Regions from separate parts of the Sus scrofa genome. Here region 2 is linked to region 1. A link is a contact called in public Hi-C data. All regions are on one chromosome and are shown on one strand. The core of a region is the stretch at or near the end of the contact, and the rest is flanking DNA. Distances in the headings are between cores, read along the strand shown.

The links. Hi-C and Micro-C count contacts between places; a contact is called where the count stands out from the background.
Region 2: a contact with region 1 is called in a Hi-C map of embryonic fibroblasts, with 2.9 times the contacts expected there. The contact joins the enhancer-like site here to the promoter of ST8SIA1 in region 1. A contact is called at or near these places in 1 of 5 promoter capture datasets (liver) and 5 of 47 Hi-C or Micro-C datasets (embryonic fibroblasts, fibroblasts, liver and 1 more).

The regions. Positions count from the first base shown.
Region 1 is chr5:51,209,414-51,213,327 of Sscrofa11.1, forward strand. It overlaps ST8SIA1 (alpha-N-acetylneuraminide alpha-2,8-sialyltransferase), which reads left to right and starts at 1,899. Exons shown (of 6, transcript XM_021092233.1): 1 at 1,899-2,815. The coding sequence starts at 2,580.
Region 2 is chr5:51,262,807-51,266,796 of Sscrofa11.1, forward strand. All of the region lies in intron 2 of ST8SIA1 (alpha-N-acetylneuraminide alpha-2,8-sialyltransferase), which reads left to right. Among named protein-coding and RNA genes, the nearest start is that of ST8SIA1, 53 kb to the left of the region's middle. Within about 2 kb of position 2,240, at least 10 of the 83 cell types and tissues checked have an H3K27ac peak or open chromatin away from gene starts, as enhancers often do. A contact at or near this core is called in embryonic fibroblasts, where this site is marked.

The DNA of each region.
Region 1 (3,914 bases), core at 649-3,148:
AAATAGTTATTGAGTTTTTACCTACAAAGTCTGTGTTTCAGATGGTCTAGGAATGCAAGGAAGGAGAAATTCCTAGCCACTTGGCTGGTCTTGAATGATGTTGTTTGGATTTCTACGGAGGGAACAAAAAGAGATCCCATCCAAGAAGAACGTGGACCACAAAACACAGTGACAAAAGCGATGCCTGTGTGACTTGGAAGGGGAAAAGCAATGGTCTGCCTGGATTGAGTGTTCATGCTACAGAGAATCGGGGAATGAGGTTGGATAGTAGGGTGGAACAAGAATCGACAAACTAAGAGAATCAGTTTTCAAATGAGGGAAAAACAGCACAACGCATCATGAAAGTCCCTCTATTTAAAGCACAATTTTACTGCATTGTTTATGACGTTAAATGGGGAAATATTTACATAGCCCCTTCATAACTGCAACATGTTGGTTGTTGTCTTATGTATTTGTTATTTCCTCCACAAGTATCCCGTGGATCAGGGGAAGGGAAGAGACACTGGGATAGTTTGTGTTCTATTTAAATTACAGGAACAAAGGAGGCACATGGTTTATCCAAAGCCTGGCCACTATGGCAAAGTTTTCCTTGGTGCCCCCACAACCCCCTTCCAAGAACAGAAGAGAGTGCGATGTTCACTTTGCAGAACTTCAGGTAATCTTCATTTCAAAGAATCTCTATCAGGGTCCACTGTGGTAAGATGTGACTTTGGGATTTTACGCTTTCTCTTCTCTCCTGATTTACCCAAGAGGAGAGACCTCTGGGGCATGCTTGCCGGTGGAAAGCAGTGGGTAATTCTTCCAAGAGTGAGGAATGAGACTATTGTGGTCGTTGGGCTGTTTTTAGTAAATAACTTTCCATCAACTTCTCAAGTTCCATCTCTCAATGGAGAAAGATGCTGGAGAAAGAGGTACCAGGCCACGGAGCAGTCAGGGTAGGTTCGAGGGACAGTGCAGGCTGGTCGTTTGAGCAAGTGGAGCTGTGTCCTTAGATTTTGGTTTTGTGACAACGAAGGAGACCTGGTTAGTAGGCTGCTTGGTTTCTTTGTCCCTGCACACTTTACGTTTGACGAGATGCTTAAGCAAATAGAATGAGCGACCGCTAGGAGGTAGCCGAGCTATTCGTCGGTGAGCAGAAATGGCTAACTGTGAGTCCCTGGGCACCGCCGGTCCAGGCGGGCGGCTCTTTTCCAAGGTCGGCTCAGCGATGAGCTTGCGGGTGGAGCAAGAAAGACGTCGAAGAACAAACGGCCTTTACATCTAAAGGGCAGAGGAGGCGACCGCTCCTCCAAGGCATTGCCATGTCCCGAGGTCTGCTCGTTTGGGCACCAGCTGCCTGCACATCTGGATGCAGCAGCGCCTTTCCCCGCAGGGCGGAGGCGAGACGGAGGACCCCTGTGTGCACGCACCTCCCCGTGAGCGCGCGTGCAGGCCCATGAGCGTGTGTCGGAGTGTGTGCACGCGCGCGCGCGCGCACGGGTGGCGCTGGAGCCGCGGCTCGGGACCGGAGAATGGGGGCTGGGGCCCAGGAAGGAATAAATCTCCGCGGGCCTTCTCGTGCCTCACTGCGGGGTTAATAACCAACCAGTTAGAGAGAGCGAAGGGTGACGGCGGCAGGGTGACAGCCCTGGCACGCCGGCCGGCTGCGTGTCGGAGGGTCAGGTTATCAGCCAGTCTCGGTTATACTCAAGAATTTGTGTATATGCATTTGGGCGGGGGAGGGAGGGGCTGTTATTTGTTTTATTGTTTGCCCCTATCTCCGGGAGACAAGGGCGGGAGAGAGGCGCGCGCGCCAGCCGAGCGTCGCGGATCTGAACGGGTCGAAGGAGGCAATTTCGCGGGTGGGGGAGGGAGGGGAGACCTTGATTTCCACCAATCCCCGGGCGTTTGTCTGCGAAGTCCCGGGCGCAGCGGAAGGCTGCGGCGCGCCGCTGAATTAACTGATGAGAACGAGTTCTTTTCTTCTCTGGGAGGGGTGCGGAGTGGGGGTCCTGGCGGACAAGGCGGAGAAGCCCGGGGCGGGCTAGCGGTCCCGGACCGCCGTGGAAATTTCCAAGGACTTGGCGCGGCGCGGGGAGCGCGTCTTGGGGGGGTGGGGGGTGCCTGGCGGCGCAGCAGCGCGGAAGGCGGGGAGAGACGGCGAAGGGCGCAGGAGCATCGTTGAGGAAGGCACGCCGCGGGCCAAATGTCTGAGAGGGAGCCGAACCTTCTCCCGGACCCTTGCCGAGGGCGACGGTGATGCTGCAGAACCCGCGGGAGCGACTCAGCGCCGCTGCTCGCCGCGCTCTAGGAGACCTCGGCGCCCGCCTTCTGCAGGGGAAGCGACCGCGGCTGTAGCTCGTGACTTGCTCCCAGGTCACTTCCCCCAAGAAAGAAATCCTTGAAAAAGTTGCATTGGAAAAAAAATCTTTGCGCTGACCTTTGGGGCCGTGGGCGCCGAGGGAGCGTGCGTGCTAGTGCCAGCAAGAAAGCGAAAGGTGTGTGCATGGGGGGCCGGCGGTGGGGGGACCCTCCGCTGCCCCTGCGCCTAGCGTTGTGCTGAGGCTCCCCTTCTCGCCCGCCGGGACCCCGGGGCTGAGATGAGCCCCTGCGGGCGGGCCCGGCGACACACGTCCCGAGGGGCCATGGCCGTCCTGGCGTGGAAGTTCCCGCGGACCCGGCTGCCTGTGGGAGCCAGTGCCCTCTGCGTCGTGGTCCTCTGTTGGCTCTACATCTTTCCCGTCTACCGGCTGCCTAACGAGAAGGAGATCGTGCAGGGGGTGCTGCAACAGGGCACGGCGTGGAGGAGGAATGAGACGGCGGCCAGAGTCTTCAGGTACTCCTGCCCTCGCGGCTCCACCGCGCTCGTGTCCTTTCCTCCCGGGGCGCCGAGGCCAGGGTCACGGGCGAGGACCGTCTCGCAGAGGCCCTTTCATCCAGCCCTTCTTGTCCCACTCCCTTTCTTTGTCGTTCCCAGCCTGGAGACATTAGTCAAGGGCCCTTCCCCAGCCCTTACCCCAGGAGCTGGGCAGACACCTGCTTGGGCCACGTAAAGTCTGTACGCATTTCTTCCCAAGCCCGAGTTGTATTCAGCGATTTGCCAGTAACCCATGGGAAGAAGAATCCAGGCTAACTTTGTCCCTTGAACTTAATGAGAATGTATCTCTTGAGCTCTGCTGACGTCTGAAGCTATGGAGAACTAGGAGCAGGTGCCGGGCGTCTTCCTAGGGTTTGGTGAATGATTGGTAATATCAATCAGTAATGAGGGAGTCAATGGGCAAGTCTTGGGCAGGGAAAACATGGACACCCAGCCCGGCTCCCGCTGCTTTGTCCGTGCGCTCATAACAAACACAGGGCACTTACTGACTAAAAGCCAGGCACTGGGTGGTTTTTATTGGAGCCTCTGACAACTTTCTAAAAACAGATAGTATATCCCCCTCTCACCAGCCACAAACTGAGTCTTCACAAGGAGGAGTTACTTCTCCAAGGTCATGCACCTCTGAAGGATGGGATCTCGAATTTTTGTCACAGAAGGCTCTGAAACTCCCAGCTCTTTTTCTTGACTTAGACTGTGGATGCCTTCTGGAAGCTGGGAGATGTGGTTTAGGCCAGGACTTGAAATCAGAAAACAAACACAAAAACGAAAACCAGGGTGGAAATCAGAACTCTGGGGATCACTCAGATTCAGAAAGGAGTTTCCCTTCCCTTCTGGAATTTCAGCTGAAGTGTCTAAAAATAAGTTCTTGGCAGCAGGGGTCTGGCTGGTGAGATTGGAGGTGAGGCAGGGCTGCTTCCCCTTCCTCTTTGCCTTCCTGGTCACGTTGAGGGGACACCCTGGTGCTCCTCCCTCTGTCACGTGCCCCTTTCACCTTCAGTCCCTTCAGCTGAAGATGCTGCGGTTGGCTCTTCCTGTGATTGTCCATTGCCTGGGGTGG
Region 2 (3,990 bases), core at 990-3,489, 54 kb after region 1:
CCAGATCCAAAGTCACACCCTCTAGGACATAGCCCCTATTTTCTAGTTCATTCTTTGGTGTTTTAATCAAATTTCATGGTTTTAGTGTATAACAATAAGGTTGAACATTTTTATTTTAAAATGGGAAATAGAAGGTTTAATTTCTGGCCAGCATCCTTTTTCTCTCTCCTTCATTTGCCCTTGGGAGGCTTCCTTGTGTTGAAGGGAATGACTAAGAGTCAGAAAATGTAGGAGTGAAATTTCGTCTCCATCTCTTACTACCTCAGTGCCTTGCTAAGTCACCCAGCTCTTCTGAGACTCAGCTTTCTCATCCATACCCTGGAGAGAGCAGTACATGTGCAACCACCTCACAGAGCTGGGGATCACTTTATATAATAAAAGTCCAGGTACTATGTAAACTACCAAAAATTTTCTAAGTGTTAGGTATTAATGTTGTCTCGGTTCATATATTGCGTCTTCAGGCTGAGGAGTGAAGCATATAATTGGATGTTTCATATTGGGCATTAGGCACTTAAGAAATCTTTAGGAAAATGAAGAAATGGGAATCAAGAGATGGCTCCTGAAATTACTAACTCTGAGACCCCACTACCCGAACTGTGGTTCAGGAATTGGCGGGCCCAGCTGCCACTGCCATTAGCGTGACCACAACTGCCTCCAACAGAAAAAGAAACAGGGCCAGCAGGATTGGTTTCAACTCAGGTCCTCTTCCCAAATCTCCCTCAAGAGCCTCTAATGAGTAAGATGAATTTGCATCCAGAACACTAGTTGCAAAGAAGTCCAGGAGGGGCAGCATTTAAAAGCAATCAAGCTTTAGCAGGAAGCTCCAAACAGGGTGGAATTAAGGTTGAGTAAGCCAATTCACAGTGCCTTCTCTGTACAAAACTGTATCAACTCGCTATGAAATGAAGAAGAGATAAGGAAGCAATCTCCTTGAACAGCTCATCAAAAAGAAAAATTTTTAAAGAAATCCAAAATAGGATTTTTATAGATGAGGGCTCTTAGTCATACTAACTGACTTTTAACTTTGTGCTAGAAAATAGATTTGAAGAAGAGAGATCATGAAAGAAATACAAACTAACCTCCCATCTTATCTGTAAGTTGCAGCAGTAAGATAGCAGGAAACAGTTTCTTTTTAAAGTGTATGTGCATGAACCCTGGTTCTTTGTGCCAGCTGCAAGACCAAGAAACCAGCCCTAAATAATAACGGACAAATGCTTTTTTTCTTAGAAAGCAAAAGTGACTGCATCATTGTGTGTGTGCATAGTATTACAAAAGCCTGAACCAGTTTGATGAGTAGACTTAAAAAAACTGCATGTGGCAGTTCCTGGTGGTTTAGCAGGGTAAGGATACAGCCTTGGCACTGCTGTGGCTGAGGTCACTGCTGTGGCATGGGTCTGATCCCTGACGTGGAAACTTCCACATGCCACAGGCACAGCCAAAAAAAAAAAAAAAAAAAAAAGTTATGTGTGTATTTTTCTGCTGAGATTCTGAAATGATTAATTTCTAGAAACCCTGGAAAATCATTTTGCATCAACACAAACGTGTATATCCCAGTGCCCCTCTCATTTATTTGTGAAATAGTTCTGGTTTGGTATCAGGAAGTGAAATTGTCGGTTAATTGTTATGCTTCATTCACGTTCCCCTTGTGAAGAAAGTTCTGTGTGCTGATTAGGCAGAAATGCAGGTGGGTGTGTTGGGCTCCATGTTGTCAGTTGAGCAAAGCATCCTTCCCTTCCCTGCATTCAGCAAAATCATGCCAGATCACTCCTCCTCTAACTCAGGTGTATAATTTTATATTACACCTTTAATTATGGATTTTAATATATTTAATTACATATCACACTTCTCCCCTAAATGCTTGGTATTTGTCAGCTGCCATTACTGTGATGACTTCTTTGCCTATTTTTAGCCACTGCTTTTGTTGTTATTGTTGCCAAGATACAATCCAAGATTTTCTCTGTCATGTAGAAAGTTACCAGGTCTTGAATCAGGGCTGGAGGGTCCAGGAAGGGCACTACTGAGAGGCTGTGTACTTTGAGATGCCACAAGGAATCTCTGTAGTATTTGGACCTCTTATGACTTCCTGTAGCTCAATTGACAGATTAGTTCACTTCTGCCTTACATGTGGTTATTTGCATAACCCATAACAACATAACACAGCTTTCTACAAGTCTTTATCCACTGATCTCAATGCCATCTTGTGAGCTTTTGAGGAACTCATTTCTGTGCTTTGTGCGGTGCTTCCCACTTAATAGAGAAGTTCATCTCCAGATGCTCATGTTTGCCGAGGCCTCACTGTTCTGTGTCCGACCTGGGCTGGACCACTGCCATGCCCTGGCTTGAACTATAGGAAACCAAGTAGGACAGTTTGATGCAGCTGTTTCCAACTGGCTCAATAATGTATTTTGGTGAAATATTTGTTGACTATTATTAGGCATGAAAGACTGAATTTTAATCCTTATGTAGGTTTTTTGGACTATGAAGTGTGTGTGTGTGTGTGTGTGTGTGTGTTCAGAAGGGACAGTGTGATGGTAGATGTTCCCACTTTAGAATACTTGAGAATGTCTCCATGCCCTGTGGTGGGATCAGCTCCTTCCTGCTCTGCCTTCCTTTTTAAGCCTGTATGGTCCCACATTTGAAGATAATACCAAATAAATCCTATTTGGCCTAAGACATATTTTTGCCCAGAAAGAGTGTAAATTTCTCTTGAATGAGTGAGGGAGTAGCAGGAATGTTAGAAACCACAACTGTGCTGATATAATCTGGGAAATATTTCCTTTGGTGTAATAAAAAACATGGTTGGCCCACCATTCTCTTACATGGTGCTGGATAGTCACATGATATACAACACAAACCAGACAAGTTCTTTTTCCTCAAAATAGCCACCCAAGGCCATATGTAAAGAATCACAAAACATCGTTAATACACCTCAGACACTCATTTCCAGCTCCTCTGGTTGCCATAAGCTCCCTGACATGTTCATGGATCTCAGAGAAGTCATGTAATTGTTTTCAGCCTGAGTTTTATAATTTTTAGTTCAGGACTAGTAATGCCTGGTGTTCATATTTCAGTGTCATTATAAGAAACAAAGTTAAAATGAGATGATGGATGTAAAAGAGCTTTGTAACGAATTCACTATGCAAGCATATAATAAAGTTGTTTTTTTAATTTGCCTAAGCATTAATGCATTTAAGCATTTCTTAGGCATCCTGGTAATACAAGGAACCAGTGTGTGAGGAGAAACACTAGAAAAGGGATCAAATCAATTTTTTAGACTGGGGAGTGGTGAGAAGAGAGAAATCCATTGAGTCTGGGACTTAGGGAAATATAAAGTAGTAATGGAGAATGCCTCCAACTGTGCCAGCTGTACATTTGTGTCGTTAAAGTTGGATAATAATTATGATCAGCTTCAAGTGCAATGTGAGGTAATTTTTTTTTCTTTTTTTATGGCCACACCTGCGGCATATGGAAGTTCCCAGGCTAGGGGTCAAATCAGAGCTGCAGCTGTTGGCCTACACCACAGCCACAGCAACATGGGATCCGAGCCACTTCTGTGACCTACACCAAAGTTCATGGCAATGCAGGGTCCTTAACCCACTGATTGGAGCCAGGGGTCGAAACTGCATCCTCATGGACACTAGTTGGGTTCGTTACTGCCGAGCCACAACAGGAACTCCATAAATTCTTAATTTCTAGTGAATTAGGTTTGTGTATCTGAACAATGGATTGACAGCCACTCTTCCTCACCTTGTCCTGTAACCAAGAGAATGAGAAGCGTGGGTCATCACAGGGCTTCCAAATATGTTTCCAAAGGAAAGCATGTGATTAGAAGTGAGTGGCCTCACAGAGTAGTTGAAGGTAAACTGGAAGACGCGTTTGTCATTTAAACTTAGAGGTAATTACAAATCAAGTCCTTTCTCTAATGAAGATTCACAGGTTGTCTGTAGCCGAGAACAAAATGAGAATGAGATGTAAGGACTGATTTATTTC